Regions from separate parts of the Xenopus laevis genome. Here region 1 is linked to region 2. Evidence: chromatin contacts called from public Hi-C data. All regions are on one chromosome and are shown on one strand. The core of a region is the stretch at or near the end of the contact, and the rest is flanking DNA. Distances in the headings are between cores, read along the strand shown.

What was found. A called contact is a pair of places that touch in the nucleus more often than the background predicts.
Region 1: a Hi-C map of the XL177 cell line shows a contact between it and region 2, with 3 times the contacts expected there. The contact joins the promoter of lrp10.L here to the enhancer-like site in region 2. A contact is called at or near these places in 2 of 4 Hi-C or Micro-C datasets (the XL177 cell line and the XTC cell line).

What each region holds. Positions count from the first base shown.
Region 1 is chr1L:151,287,201-151,294,542 of Xenopus_laevis_v10.1, reverse strand. lrp10.L (low-density lipoprotein receptor-related protein 10) reads right to left here and starts at 2,023. Exons shown (of 5, transcript XM_018259489.2): 1 at 1,794-2,023. The coding sequence starts at 1,824.
Region 2 is chr1L:151,197,368-151,204,886 of Xenopus_laevis_v10.1, reverse strand. LOC108695570 (capping protein, Arp2/3 and myosin-I linker protein 3-like) reads right to left here. Exons shown (of 38, transcript XM_041564974.1): 14 at 7,348-7,425; 15 at 7,104-7,180; 16 at 5,895-5,999; 17 at 1-25. LOC121394312 (a long non-coding RNA gene) reads left to right here. Exons shown (of 3, transcript XR_005961646.1): 3 at 1-2,115. Among protein-coding and RNA genes, the nearest start is that of LOC121394312, 8.7 kb to the left of the region's middle. Within about 2 kb of position 1,881, at least 1 of the 7 cell types and tissues checked has an H3K27ac peak or open chromatin away from gene starts, as enhancers often do.

The DNA of each region.
Region 1 (7,342 bases), core at 774-3,273, 90 kb before region 2:
CTCTCTCAGATTTAAAGAACAAAGGGGGAAAATATACTAGTTGCTATTTACACAGTTTGTCATGAACTATACACCCTGTGGAGATTGGGAACTGGGGGGGGGGCAGCTGTTAAAAAGTAAGAAGCCACACAGTTTGTGCTTCTCGTGTGATCAAATGGGTTTACGACACATATATGTGGATAACCATATTACTAGAGGCGTTCCACCTCCTGATGGAGATCAACAGACAGAACTGAACCTGCAGTCTGATGTAACATTACTTATATATGTACAGAATCCTGGAATTGGCTCAGGATTTAGCTGAACCAAATCTCCACCCTAAAGCCACTCACAGATGAGGCGATTAGTCTCCCTGTAATTTATCTTCTCTAGTGCTGACGACTAATCTCTTCCGAATACTTTCCACTGGCAATAAAGTGAATCGATGGTGGAAAAACATACGAGTCACTTTTCCACTAAGTTACCTAGAAAGACAACTTGGGGTGGCTTCCGAAAGCTAAAACGACTCGTATGCTTTCCCACCGCTGAATTCACTTTAATGCTGCCAGAAATCATTTGGAGGAGATTAGTCACCCACACTAGCGGAGATCTCCTCATCGGTCAGGAACCAAAAGCTTCTTAAAAATATTTTTTTTTTTTATATGTATCAGATAATTTTTAGTGTCAGTATCACTTTAAGTTACCTTTTGGTATGGCACAGAATTGCAATTGGTCTACATAATTTATTTATAGTTTTATAATTATTAGTCTTTTTCTTCTGTCTCTTTAGAGCTTTCAAATCCAAGTGACTGACTCCAGCAGCCAAAAAACTATTACACTCTGAAGTTACAATTTTATTGTTATTCTTAAATTTTGATTAATTTACTTCACATTCAGACCCTCTCCTATTCATACTGCTCTCTCTTATTCATACTCCTCTCTCGCAAACTGGTTACTAGGATAAATAAGACCCTAGCAACCGCATAGCTACTCAAATACCAAACTGTACAGCTGCTCAACAGAAAACTAAATAAATGAAAAACCACAAATAAATACAAAATGAAGGCCAAGTGCAAGTTGTCTCGTTATATTAATGTCTACATAACACTAAAAGTTAATAAACTATCCCCTACCCCAAACATATTTTTGTTTTCTATGCATTCCACAACACAGGAGTTAAAGGGGTTGTTCACCTTTAAAATAAACTTTTAGTATGACGTAGAGAATGATATTCTGAAACAATTTGCATTTGATTTTAATTTTTCATTATTTGTGGTTTTTGAATTATTTAGCTTTTTTTATGCAGCAGCTTTCCAGTTTGCAATGTCAGCAATCTGGTTGCTGTGGTCCAAATTACCCTAGCAACCAGGCATTGATTTGAATAAAAGACTGGAATATGAATAGAAATATGAGTAATACAAAGTAGCAATAACAATAAATGAGTAGCCTTACAGAGCATTTGTTTTTTTTAAAGGGGTCAGCGACCCCCATTTCAAAACTGGGAAGAGTCAAAAGAAGACATCAAATAATTCAGAAAGTATAAAAAATAAATAATGAAGACCAATTGAAAAGATGCTTAGAACTGGTCGTTCTATAACATACTCAGTGGTCACTTAAAGGTGAACCACCCCTCTTCTGTACTGCTAAAACAACCCGGAAGTGGATCAGACGCAACACGCAGCTACTACTCATCTGTGTGTAGGAAAAAGAACTTCAGTCCTCCAGTCACACAGCACAGAGTTCCCCAGAATGAGGCCCTATAGCATATACAGTCCGCAGGGAGGAAAATGTACAATTGCCAAATGTTATCTTACCGCAGAATAAAAGCGTTGGAAACAGAGACATGTCGCTCAAGCTGTCCGCGCTCAGTAACTCATATGTCCTAAATAAACGCTTCCCAGCATTCCCTAAACTTTCTATTCCTTTGCAGATTGGCCCCTAGTTCTCTCCTTCTTCCTGTTTCTTATTTTTCTCTTGACTTCCTGCTTCCAACAGCGACACTCTTCCTGCTCTCTCCCTCCCCCTGCTGCTAAATGCGCGGTACTACAGCCTTTATTTTCACGCAATAATCTCCTGTAGGCTGTGCCAGTTCATCTTTGTGTATTGGTGAGAAGCTCAGTAAGACCGAACTGCCTTCTTCTTGGGGTGATTCACCTTCAAGCCAAAAATCAACCCCTAATACCTGCGTAGGGGTTGAACTTCGGCCAATTTCAGCCCTATGTGCTGTGGCACTAGCTCCACATTCTGCCTCGTTACAAAATCAATATTTGAGCAATAATCATAATGGAGAGTTTTTTTGTTTTCACACTTACACATACCTCCCAACTGTCCCTTTTTCGGAGGGACGGTCCCTCTTTTGACAGCTCAACCCGCAGTCCCTCATTTGTACTGGAAAGTCCCTCTTTTCTCTGCACTGAACAGCCAGAAAAAGAATCAAAGTTTCTCACTTAATTGGCATTTAGCAGAGAGTCCAGAACAGCTAACAGGTGCAAATAAGATACTTTGTAACAATTTTGAGACACAAAAACACAGTTTAGATAAGGAGAAATATTTTCAAACTTTCATAACCTGCCAAATTTTGTAAAACGAACATGGTAATTAGGGGGTGTGGCCACAGAAAGGGGTGTGGCCAAAAATTGCTGCGCTACGTGCGGAAAAAAAAAATTTGGTCCCTCATTTTACTTCCAAAATGTTGATGCTTATTCGTCCCTTCAGTTAAGTCTATCATCAGGCAGGACAGAAAGGGCCTTTTTGTGAAAGAGAAGGGATTTGGGAAGTGGCCAGGCTCAATGTTTTACCTAGTGCAGGTGTTTAAAGTGTGAGGATTCAATATGCACCATAACCTCATCTGAGGTATTACATTCCCTTTGGGGACATCAAAACACATTTCCACACCCTTCTTTCCAATGTTAATTCCATCTGGATCTACTGGAATTAGGGTTGCCACCTGGCCGCTATTTTATGATGGTTGACCCTAATGTAGGGGAAATAGGGGAAAAATATAAGTATATAGGAAGGCCGGTATTTTTTTCCAGAAAAGGTGGCAACCCTAACTGGAATTACTGTCGGTTTGGCCTTTCCCAGGCTGGGAAGCTCTCGTTTTCCCTTTACCCCTTATGAGAGTGTAATCAGCCTATAACATAAAAGGATAATTCACTGAAACACTGGAAGCAAGTGTAACGCTAATCTGACTCGGCAGACCAAAAAGGGGTTAATATCCAGCTAGTTGTGGGAGCATGGGTTGCATATGACTCAAAACACTTCAGGCTAGGGCCTTCGTTAAGTGGAAGATTTCACAGGGCAAGTAGTATAACTACAGCTCTCATGCTACTATGCTACACCCAATATAAATAATGGGTGCCAGGAGATTCCTGTGATGAACCAAAAGAATAACAGTTTATTTGTACAAGACAAATGAGCCCAGGGTTTACTTACAGAGGTCAAAGCATATACAATGCTTTAGCAGGCTGAAACAGGTTACATGACAAAGCAGAGGGAGTCCCATGAGGCATGGTAGTCAAGTAGTACATCAATTCCTACCCACCCAGTGGAGTGTCAGGGAGAAGAAATCTAAGCCTGACACCCTATCCACTGTGACCCCTTCACTAAAGGCATTCAACAGCCTTGGGAAGCTATTCCTTGCTACACTCCTTGATGGAGTGCCAGCTGCTCTTACCATCTGTCCTATCTACTAGCGATGGGCAAATTTATTTGCCAATTTGCCCGCGAAAATGCCGTCCCTTCATTTATGCTGCCCTAGGCCCAGGCCTTTGTGGGCTCCTGCAAATCCAGGCCTGAGTGCAGATACACAGAGATACATAAGGAGCGGAAAAACCACAGGCTGAGAGAAGTGGAGCCAATGCTCCGTGTACCCTTGGCCTTACAATTTCTGACTCCTACGGGTAAAGATGCCAATACACAGGCAGATTTAAACTGGTGATTCGGGTCCTTTAAACTGAGTTGGCAGCTCGTCTGCCTGTGTATGGGGTCTTGTAATCCATTTGCTTGGCCCTGTGGCCAAATGATTTTAGGCAGATTTTATAATGTATGGCCACCTTAACTGTGCCTTCTAAGGGTCTGGCTAGTACCGTAACTAGAGGGGGGGCGGGCCCTGGTGCATGACGCGCAACAGGGCCCCCGCCCCCTCCGCACGGCCCGCATTTCAGTGGTGGTCGGGCTGCCAGGGGGCCCTGAGGGGGTGTGGGCCCTGGCTGCTCACACCTCCTGCTCCCCCGGTAGTTCTGCTACTGGGTCTGGCCACACGGGCAGATTTGGGGAGATTGTTGGTCGCCAGTCGACAAATCTCTTCTTCGCAGCGACAAATCTCCCCGATCTGCCTTCCGCCGGCTAAAATGTAAATCGCCTGGGGGCAGGCACACGGAACGCTTAGTTTTCCCGAAAGTGGCCCGTAATTGCCTCACAATGAAACTTCGGGCGACTTCCGAAAACGAAGCTCTCCGTGTGCCTGCCCCCAGGCAGGCATTTTAGCCGGCAGAAGGCAGATCTGGGAGATTAGTCGCTGTGAAGATTAGGAGATTTGTCGCCTGGAGACTAATCTCCCCAAATCTGCCCGTGTGGCCAGACCCTAAAGCTGCTTAAGGTGGCCATAGATGTAAAGATCTTTAAAAGATCTTTTCGTTATCGTGAGATCACGATTATCTCGAAACGATCATTTAAATGTATGATTTGTCCATCAACTAAAAAGACCATTTCAGGCGATATTGCCAGCAAAACTGAAGGATAGCTGCCTGCAAACATAGATTGCACTTGGGCCGATAAATTTTTTTAACCTGGCCGATCAATCTTCTGACAGATGTCGGACGAAAAATCATAAGATGCACGATCGTTTCGATTCCCACTAACTTCACAATAATTTGACAGATCGGATCTCGCTAAGATCGGTCGTTCACCAAAGAAAAATCTTTGCGTCTATGGGGACCTTTATTCGTTACCCTACAACTGAAGACATTTATCTGTGTACTTAGGTAAGTACCTCACTTGGTTTATTGTTGTTTAATATATAACATTAACCATGGTTAAGAACCATTTGTGTCTAATCTTTTCCTTTTTTAAAGAGGCAAGTTTACAGTGTTTTTGCTCAGCTTGCAAAACCCTTCCTCCAACACTTCTGTTAGGGCCCAGCTGAGAAAGTGAGTCGCAATGTAACAGTGTTCTACTAGCCAGCAGCTGGGGTAGGAAGGGATTTTATGTGAACACCCCCTTCTATCAGGTTACATTTTTTAAACTCTTAATTATTTCTCCTGGTTGTAAATTACTTTCTTCAACTCTTTCCCAGCCTTGATCTTGCTTTGATGTCTTCTCTTTGAAGATCTGGCTTTTTACTCTCATCTGACATTTGTACATGTGGTCTGGCTGTATCCTGTAATTTGTTTCTTGCCACCAGGAGTCAGTGAAGGCTAGTCATCAAACATTGTAGTGTCAGTTTGTTCCTATGCTGTGGGGCCTAGTAATATTCCAACACCACTTTAGCTGTAGATGGGCATTCTGAAAGCTGCTGTCAAGCAAAATCTAGAGTCTGTAGGTTGCCTATTCTTGTGGGTCATTTAAATCATATCCACAAGTATATGGATCTTTATAAGATGTGGTTCTTTTCCAGTGCCACTAATCAGTACTCTATTTAAGGTATTAGTTGCAATTTGGCCTTTTGGATGCTAGAAACTGTATAGCATAAAAGTATACAGGGGTAAGAATTCCCAGCTAGGAAAATTAATATTTGTGATGAACCAGCCAGTCATTTTTCAACCCAACCATAACCCACTGCTTCCAAACCTGCTCATCATAGGATGCCAGTCACACTTTTATATTATCAAAGGTGGAGGGGTCCTACTTGAACTTTAACCCACCAATCACCCAAACCCTCATATAGGGCTCAACTTGGCCCAAAATCAGCCCAGCAGTGGCTCCGGGTGCAGACACAGAAGACACAGACAAAGAAGAGCACTAATTCACAGGCATTATTCACAGGCAGAGAATCAGCCCATTGAGACTGTAACCTTAGTGTCATGGATGTCCTCCTGAATGTGCAGTAATTTGCTCTTTAGGAGCCATGCCCCTGATTTTGAACAATTAAATCTATTTAGGTGGGTTTCTATGTATAATAAATATATAGGCCAGCTGATAAACTCTTCTTCTATACCAGAATGTGTAATCAGAGACATCCATGGAGACTTTCCAAGAGGAAGGAGTCAGATGCATATGACAAAGAATGAAAGAGGAAGAAAATAGCAGTATACAGAATAAATGATCAGGTTCCCATGCAGCAGGATATAAAAATGTATAACCAGCATATGCAGTATTTTTAATACTTTAAACGAGCTTACCACTATACACGGTGGGCACGGGTGCACACGTCCCATGCAGCAGGCCAGAACTAGCAAATGTGTCAGCACTGTCAGGAGCTTGGACTACACCTGAAGTCACAGTGGGGCCCAATAATTAAGGGGAGCAGAGTTGTTCTGATCTTATAGAAAGATTACAGATACAGAATACAGTTGTAATTGTCGCTTCTATAGTTTAACCAATACGCAGAATTGCAAATTATCATTACCCCCAAATCTCACTCTTAGATTGGACTACTTTGATCTCAACTTTACAGTTTGACAACCTGTGCGAAGGTGCTGGAATGCACCAGTATGCATCCTTCAAAAGAGTTATCTACAGATACAGGGGGATAGAGATCTTATAATCCATGCGAATACTGAACATGAAACCATGTGTAATGAGAAGAAGAATCAGCCTTACCAGAAACAGAACATAATATGTAGATGAGCGTGCATCTCTGTGTATATAAATGTGCGATTACGTAAAAAGATGTGTGTAGGATGTTCAGCTATTAATAAACTCGCCGTATGGTCTCGTAAGGTGACCACAACACAGCCAGGGCAATCACATGACTCCCCCACAGGGACACATCCTCAAATGATGTCACCCCTGTGTTATGGTAGGAAGGGGAAGTAGGGGGAAGTGATACAAGTGTTGGGGAGTCAGTACAGCACCACCAATTGATATGTCATTGAAAGATTTAGGAAAGATTTAGAAAAGCTATTGTTCAGCTAGTACACTATGCATTTATAAATAAGGCAACTACGTGCGGGGTTTGTGATTTCAGAGAACTAGCAATATGTATATCCGTTATGCATTTTAGTCTGGGATGAGCTCAGCATAATTAGTGCCCACCAGAGGTGATCAGGCTGGAGGAACGTTACCATGGTGACTGACCACTAACCACATCCACAGGATATGAACCACACAGTCAAGGGAAAGACACTGCAGCTCTTTCAAATAAGAAATGTTCTGTTCCTAGAGTTTTTCTTCCCTGACCATTGATCAGTTTCTATGCACC
Region 2 (7,519 bases), core at 632-3,131:
TGAACAAAGTCCTTGTAGCAGAGCCCTAAAAAACAGAAGATGATGGGGAGGGATGCAGAGAGCCATAAGAAAAAGTTTATCATCTTAAATGTCCCTAATTAACATTAATTTCAGTTTTAATACTGTATAACTGAGACTTAAAGCAATTTAAAGAGACTGCAAAACCATTTATGTATTATTTACAGTAAATACTATTATTTGATGTAGATAAAACAGGTAATGTTTATTAGCACAATCTTTCAGTGATTGGATTGGACCTGTATTGGGTAATTGGGTACCTGATGGTAACTAAGTTGCATAAATCCATGTCATTGGCAAAACAATCCTATAGGGTATTTTAATGTCTAAACGAATTTTAGCAGCTTTAAGGCTTTAAGGCTCCTAACAATTTTTCACCTTACATATCCATCTGTTTCTCTAGATATATTCTTAATGACCCTTTTGTTCCACCAATTATCTTTAACTTGCTTACTCTCATACATAAGGCGTCATTTATTAACACAAGTTCAGTGCGCAATGTGTAATTCTGAATGCAAATTGCTATGTTTTTAACTCACCATGCAGCATTTTTTCATATAATGCAGTGGTGCAACTGCATGCACGTTGCATTTTCCAGTTTCATGTGTGCCACAGTTGTGCCATCTGTTAAAATGAATTGTACTTCCAAGTTGCTCTTAGCCCCCTAGTGGGTGTTGAGTCACTTCGGAGCAGATATTCAAAATGGCATTTGCAACAAATTCAATTGGCACAAGGGAAGCGTGACTAGCCTTGCAAGACATGAGTACATGTGCACACTTGGTGACAGAGAAATGGGTAGGACAGCAGGCCTCATGTTATAACCGACCCCCCCCCCCCAAATCTTTGGCCACCTCACAGTCTGGTTTATGTTAGTTACATCTCTGATTAAAGTAAAGTGAAAAAAAACACACACCATGATTGTTAGATTAAGTAATTCATAGCAACCAATTAGATTCATTGATACAGGTTTCCAGATACTATATACAGTATTATTATAAAAATAAGTCAAACATGGAGCAGGGATCATGGGGCTGAGCGCCCTCAGTGACCGCCTTTTTAGCCTGTCCCACTGCTCCCCTATTGTGCATAAATGGCACTAACCCCGTCTCTTGCATGCCTCAGACAAGACCGGGCAGTCAAAGTCTGATGCACACTCGTGCCACACTGACGCCATCCAATGGAAAAAAAAGGGAAGGGGCGACACCTATCCTTTTCCAATGGCCCATCTACCCGGCCCTTGACCTCTACCATTCCTCAAGAAACACCTTGATGTTCCCAATGAACAAACCCAAATCTTCCCCTGATAAATGCACTCCGACTTCCCTATACAGCTGTGTCTGTCTACATTTTATATTTTCATGCCTTATCACACCCACACTGGAGGAACACATGAATTTCTGCATGGCCTTGTTGACCTTCTTTCTCGCCTTCTGTATGCCCTGGGGGGACATGGCTCCCCCCCAATTGCTCCTTTGTATGATATCTGACCATGCTATACACTTGACTCTTCTGCTCCGTAACATATCTGTTAAATCGGCCCTCATGGCCTCAATAAGGGCTGGGGTCTTATGTGACGTAAGGTCCCCCCCATGTATATAAATAACAAATGTATGGGATTCTGGCTTGATGCCTCAAAGAACATACCACTTAGCTGTTCCCATAAAACACAAGTTAGTCTGTGTTGCCTCAACTGTACATCCCCTTAAGAACGCTGCCAGACCAGCACGCCCCCCCTTGCCTCCTACCCCAGCCCGCCCCTCTTTTTCCCACCACTGCTAGACCCTCCATTGTTCTTACCTGGGGCTGGGGGGAGGCAAAGCTACAAGGCTATACCTGGGGGAAAGGGGCCCCGCCTAACCCCATGTCAGCCCTAAACGTGCTTCATTCCTCCTAGTTGCTCCACTCACCAGAAGGGCTGAGTCGGCAACTTATTTGCCCGAGTACCGCCCGAGACCTTAACAGAAAAGCGATTCTTCAAGTGTATGGCCAGCTTAAAGGCAGATGCACACCCGGACAGTGTCGGACTGGCCCACCGGGATACCAGGAAAACTCGGTGGGCCCAGGTGTCAGTGGGCTCTTTTGCTTCTAACCATTTAGCCTATTTCATTGCCTATTTCTTTATGGGGGAAAATGCTTAATCATTGAAGTAGATAGTAAGTAGATATAAAAGACTAGAAGAATAAAGAGGTTGAGTGAGGAGAGGAGGAATAATAGTTTGAAAAGTGGGCCCATAGTCTAAGGTTTTCTGGTGGGCCCCTGGCATTCCAGTCTGACACTGCACCCGGAGCAGATTGTCTGTACAAAATGCAGACAGAGGAACATGGATCAAGTATCATCCACTTCTTTGTTTAGCCCCATTGACAGGCACAGCACCTACTTGTGTGGAGCTACACTGTGTGAATTTCAGCACAACAATGCAAAATTTTGAGTTTCTAAGATGAAATCCACTTAATGTAGCTCAGTGGGAGCAGATGACACTGGATCCACTTTCCTCCACCTGCATTTTGTAAGGATGAGTTTACATTTTCATACTGAAATCCGCTTAGTGTAGCTTTACTTAGGTTGACACTGCGCATGTCACTGGAGCTACATAAAGGAGTGTATGAGTGGAGGATGATCTGCTCTGTGTGCCCCTGCCCTTACTCTTTAAGCCAGAAGGTGCATCTGATTTAAATTACCCCAAACATCTCTCAGTGTTAGGAACTAATGATGGGTGAATCTAACCAAAAATTCACCAAACAGCGAAATTTCGCCAAAATGCTTTGAACTCTATGGGCGTCGCACGATGTGGCACGTCAAATTTTTTTTTGTAACGCAGCAATTTTTTTTCACCCATAGGAGTCTATGGGCGTCATTTTTGCTTTGAAACTCTGTGAAAAATTTCGCTCATTCCTATTAGGAATCTATTGGAGGCAGTTTTAACAGACAGTGGTCTGTTTAGATAAACAAATCTGCCATGGTGACACCTCCCATTGAAACATGTAAGAAGTTGACCTTAAAGAGAGTCTTTTCCTCAAAGGAGTTCTTATAATTATCTGGTTACTAAGCCATCACAGACCTGGTTAACTGTTTTATATAGAACCTATACATTTTCATTCTGTATCTGCGTGTCTGCATACATTTCTTGTGTAAACTGAGAAATTTTACAAAAAATAAATAACCTGAGAGATAATCTGAGAGATAATCTTGGCTGCAGTACGAATATATCTGAATATTTTATTTTGCAAATTGAAATGGTGCCTTCTGTTGCATCTGAATAAAGAGCAATATCACCACCTAGTGGATTATCTGTATTCTGGTTCCTTCCTATTTATATAATATGGAGTTTGCTCTTCTCCCTATCTATAAATATAAATATTATGCAGTGCAGTTTGATCAGAAAATCACTCATCACTGACAAGAATAAAAAATCATAATGAAATAAAATAATAGTAGGTAAGAGATTAATAAAAAATCATAATGAAATAGTAGGTAAGATTCTATATTTTATAGGGCTAACAAAGAAAATCATTAGAAGAACAATGCCAAAGAATACAGCTATCTCTAAGTCCTCTATAAAAGGCTCAGCCTGAAACTAAGCAAGAACAGGTATAAAATGTGGTAAGATATGATATAACAATAAAATGACATTAGAACAGAAGTGTTTTGGTTGTAGATGGTAGAGAGCAGGTTTCAAAATAAACTAAGCAAACTAATCTTAGGATAAAATAAGGCAACTCGTAAACGTGTCTGCAAAGTGTTTTTAAAATGGGAATATGCAAAACTTTGAAGGTTAGGGATTAGTTAAATTGAGTGGAATAACATATTTCAGAATATGGGTGCAGCACAGGAGAAAAGATGGCAGTCATAAAGAAGAAATAATCAAATATGAATCCAAGGCTACAGAGGCAAAGGCAAATTTTATAGACAGATTAATTTATTGGGGTGTTATTGGAAGTTGAGCACAGCCACATATCTACAAAAAAATGAATGAGTATCACAACAATGCTTATAACATGCAGGTTGGGTTTATTGCTATTAGCTGCATGTTGGCCCATTGCCAACAAGATGGACTGTGCTGCCAGCATCTTCTCAGAAATAAATGTTTGCTGCTGGGAAAATACTGGCTGGTGGATTCATAAGTGAGTCTAATATAACACCAGGTTTATTCGGTTGAAAAAAGACACAAGTTCATAAAGATACAATCTTACAAGGGCACAATAAACATTTATATTGAACTAAAGGAGAGACATCCTTATTATGGTAGACAGGTAATTTAAAAACAAAGACCTCAGATTGTATGGATTAATTTGGTGACAGACTTAACCACCACTTATACACATTTTGAGTGTGACCATAGCAGCTTTGAATACTCTGTAAAGTACAAGGGAATATCAGAGGACAGGAACTAGAGGTATGCAGAAGAGGAACATGCTGAAGGAGCAATGCTGGGGGGCACCAGGCATGTACCGCTTCTATCTACCTACTCTTAGTTCACGGTCCCGGGGGATCACTCTTTGGGTTTTTTGTTGCACGCGTCCACCATTACTCTTGTGTGCGCATACAGCTTGCCTTGGGCACACCTTCTAGAAAGGGTATTCTCTATTGACAGCTATATATCAGCATGTGAAGATGTTCTATCTGCCTCGTACAAGTATCAAGAGATATGCAGACAAGAAATACTCTGTGCTACAATACATGCATATGTTTTCTTACAATTAAAGGAAGGAAACCAAATCTACTACTCTTAATACTACTAAAAGAAAGCAACTATATATGTGAATTCGTGCCAGGCGAGTTTATTCGCCCATCGCTATTAGGAACCACTGAGGGCACAAGAAGTCCATTGATGTCATCATGTAATTACTGTACAATTATTTTATTTTTATTATTGTTATCATGTATTTATATAGCGCCAACATATTGCGTAGCACTGTAAAGTAAATGTGATTATATTTCCCAATGTGAAGGCTGCTTGTATCAGAGGCATTGTTGCAGACCTTGCATCTTTTTGGTGCAGAACCTCTTGTTATTGCTATAGAATACTTGTGTCCCTTAATTTTAACTCCTATATCCACCCATATCCCTCACGCTACATAAATTGTTGCATATGTAATTTTTTTCTGCTGTATTGAGAAGGTCAGTTAAGTGAATTCAGTGGGTGCTGTTAGATTCCAGAACCCTGCTAAGGTCTCATCCCACGTAATGACTCTAAATGGAAACCCAAGCGAGACCTTACAGATCCTCTTTGTATGACTTCATCATTTTGAAAGCTTGCAGCTCCCAGAGGGCACACCTAATAAATCCCATTAAACTAGAAATCCAGAGGGCCTCAGCATTCAAACAATAGTGATCCATTCCTAATTATGCTTTGGTATAGAGTACATAACATAATTTGAGTGCCAATATAGCTTTTTAATCTTTAATAGGCATTTTATTAGGCTGTCTTATAATGTCCATAAAGGCTTTGATTGTCTTGTGTTAGATAACATAATGTCTACATTGTCAATAATTGAAGAGCTGATTTTCTTATTTCAGATGAGGAAATAAATTCTGAACAATGTCTATATAACAACTACTGTTTTGTATTGATATATAGACAGTCTCCCTCCCCTATAATCACGATGCTGCTAGAGTCTTCCTGCTTTTTCCTAAGAGTCACCGTGTTCATTCCTTGTAAAATCTTTAGCATGGCTGCATGTTAAGCAAAGTATAGCATACAAAATCTTTTTTGGTAACATACATAGCATGTAAATCCTTGAAGTTCTTTATAAATAAAGGTATACATACATACATACATACATATAGTTGTACAAATTAACAAAAGACACATAGCGATATACCAAGAAACTCTTTTAAAGATTTGCAGGTTTTTTTTGCTGAAGCCAGTTTCTTACCTCAGCAGTTCAGGCGGCACTTTGGTTCCACTAAAAGACACATGTGATAGTGACAGAGAGCTGCCAAAAAACTTCTCCACAGATGGCAATGTCTCTGGGGTTCTCCTAAATGAGAGATAGATAACATTACTACATAAGTATTTCTATTACATCTACTTAGCAAGGGTCTGACAATATAAACCAATGGTTGCTGGGTGGGGCCCAGTGACATATGTTTACACAACTGTCCATTAGACAGAAAATAACCCAAAGTGTAAGACCCATGCAGCAAATATGGCAATGCATTACACAATAAATAATAAAATGACTAATATAAAAAATAGGGCTAGAAAGATGGAAAATACTATGAAGAAGATATGAAGAAGATAATCATACAGCCCACCCAGAAACCTAACAAATACATATAATAAAACTATAAGTATCAACCAAACTGTCCAAAAAATGTTTTTTAAAACTAAAATGAATCTAAACCTCCACAAATAAATTTAAATAATGAAACAAAATTCCAAATCATTCAGACTTCAGTTATGAAAACACTTTTTATCTTTACACACAACATTTTCACACTTCTGGGGTGTAAGGCCACTTGCTCTATTGTTTGACCAGGCCCACACAGTGATCAAAAAGTTACAGATGTATGCCAATTTGGTTGTACAAGTTCTGCTGTTGCTTTAGATCAGGGATCCCCAACTTTTTTTTTACCCGTGAGCCACATTCAAATATAAACAGAGTTGGTAAGCAACAAAAGCATGAAACATGTTCCTGGAGGGACCAAATATGGCTGTGATTGGCTATTTGTTAGCCCCTATGTGAAATGGAGCATATACACGACTCTGTTTGGCAGTTAAGCCTGTTTTTATGCAACCAAAACTTTCTTCCAAGCCAGGAATTGACTAATTGACTGGGACCAACTCCCAAGCCACTGATTGTGGATCACTGCTTTAGACATATCCAAGGCATCAAACCTTCAACTTAAATCTGAACCAAACTGCCCTCAGACTGGACTGTGTTTGGCCCATCTCAGTTTCTAGTATGACATTGTATAGCTGCATGGTAAAACACAGCAGAAGTAGACACCTACAAATTAGTTTCTACTTTCTTTTTTTTTACATTATAGAATGATCTGTGCAAATTGCCCTTAACCAACAGTTTAGTCAAAAACACTGTATAGCCCACTACAAGAACCTACCGACACCATGTCATACTTACCTGTGAGACAATGAGTTCTTAGAGAGATCAAGGTGTGAGAGACAGGAACAGCATCCAAGCGCAAGGGCTCCAAAAATCTGAACAAATAAAAAGTAAAGCTGCTTTATGATTGAGCCTTTTAACACTGTTTCTCAGTAACACTCATTACTAATGACTGTTAAATATTCACTCATTACTACTGCTTCTTTCGCAGACAGCTATTTTACACTGTTAAAAGCAACCACTCTAATACTTGATCGCTTACAGTGTCCACAGCGCAGTCTGTTCCCGAAAGATCCAAATAAACCAGAGAGTTTGGATGCGACAGAAAAGTGTAAAGTGCCTGAAACAACAGAATTATGGGGTAGGTTAATGTGTTACATGGAATAGTCAGAAGGAGAAAAGTGTTTAGATCTAGAGAGAAAGGCAGGATACAG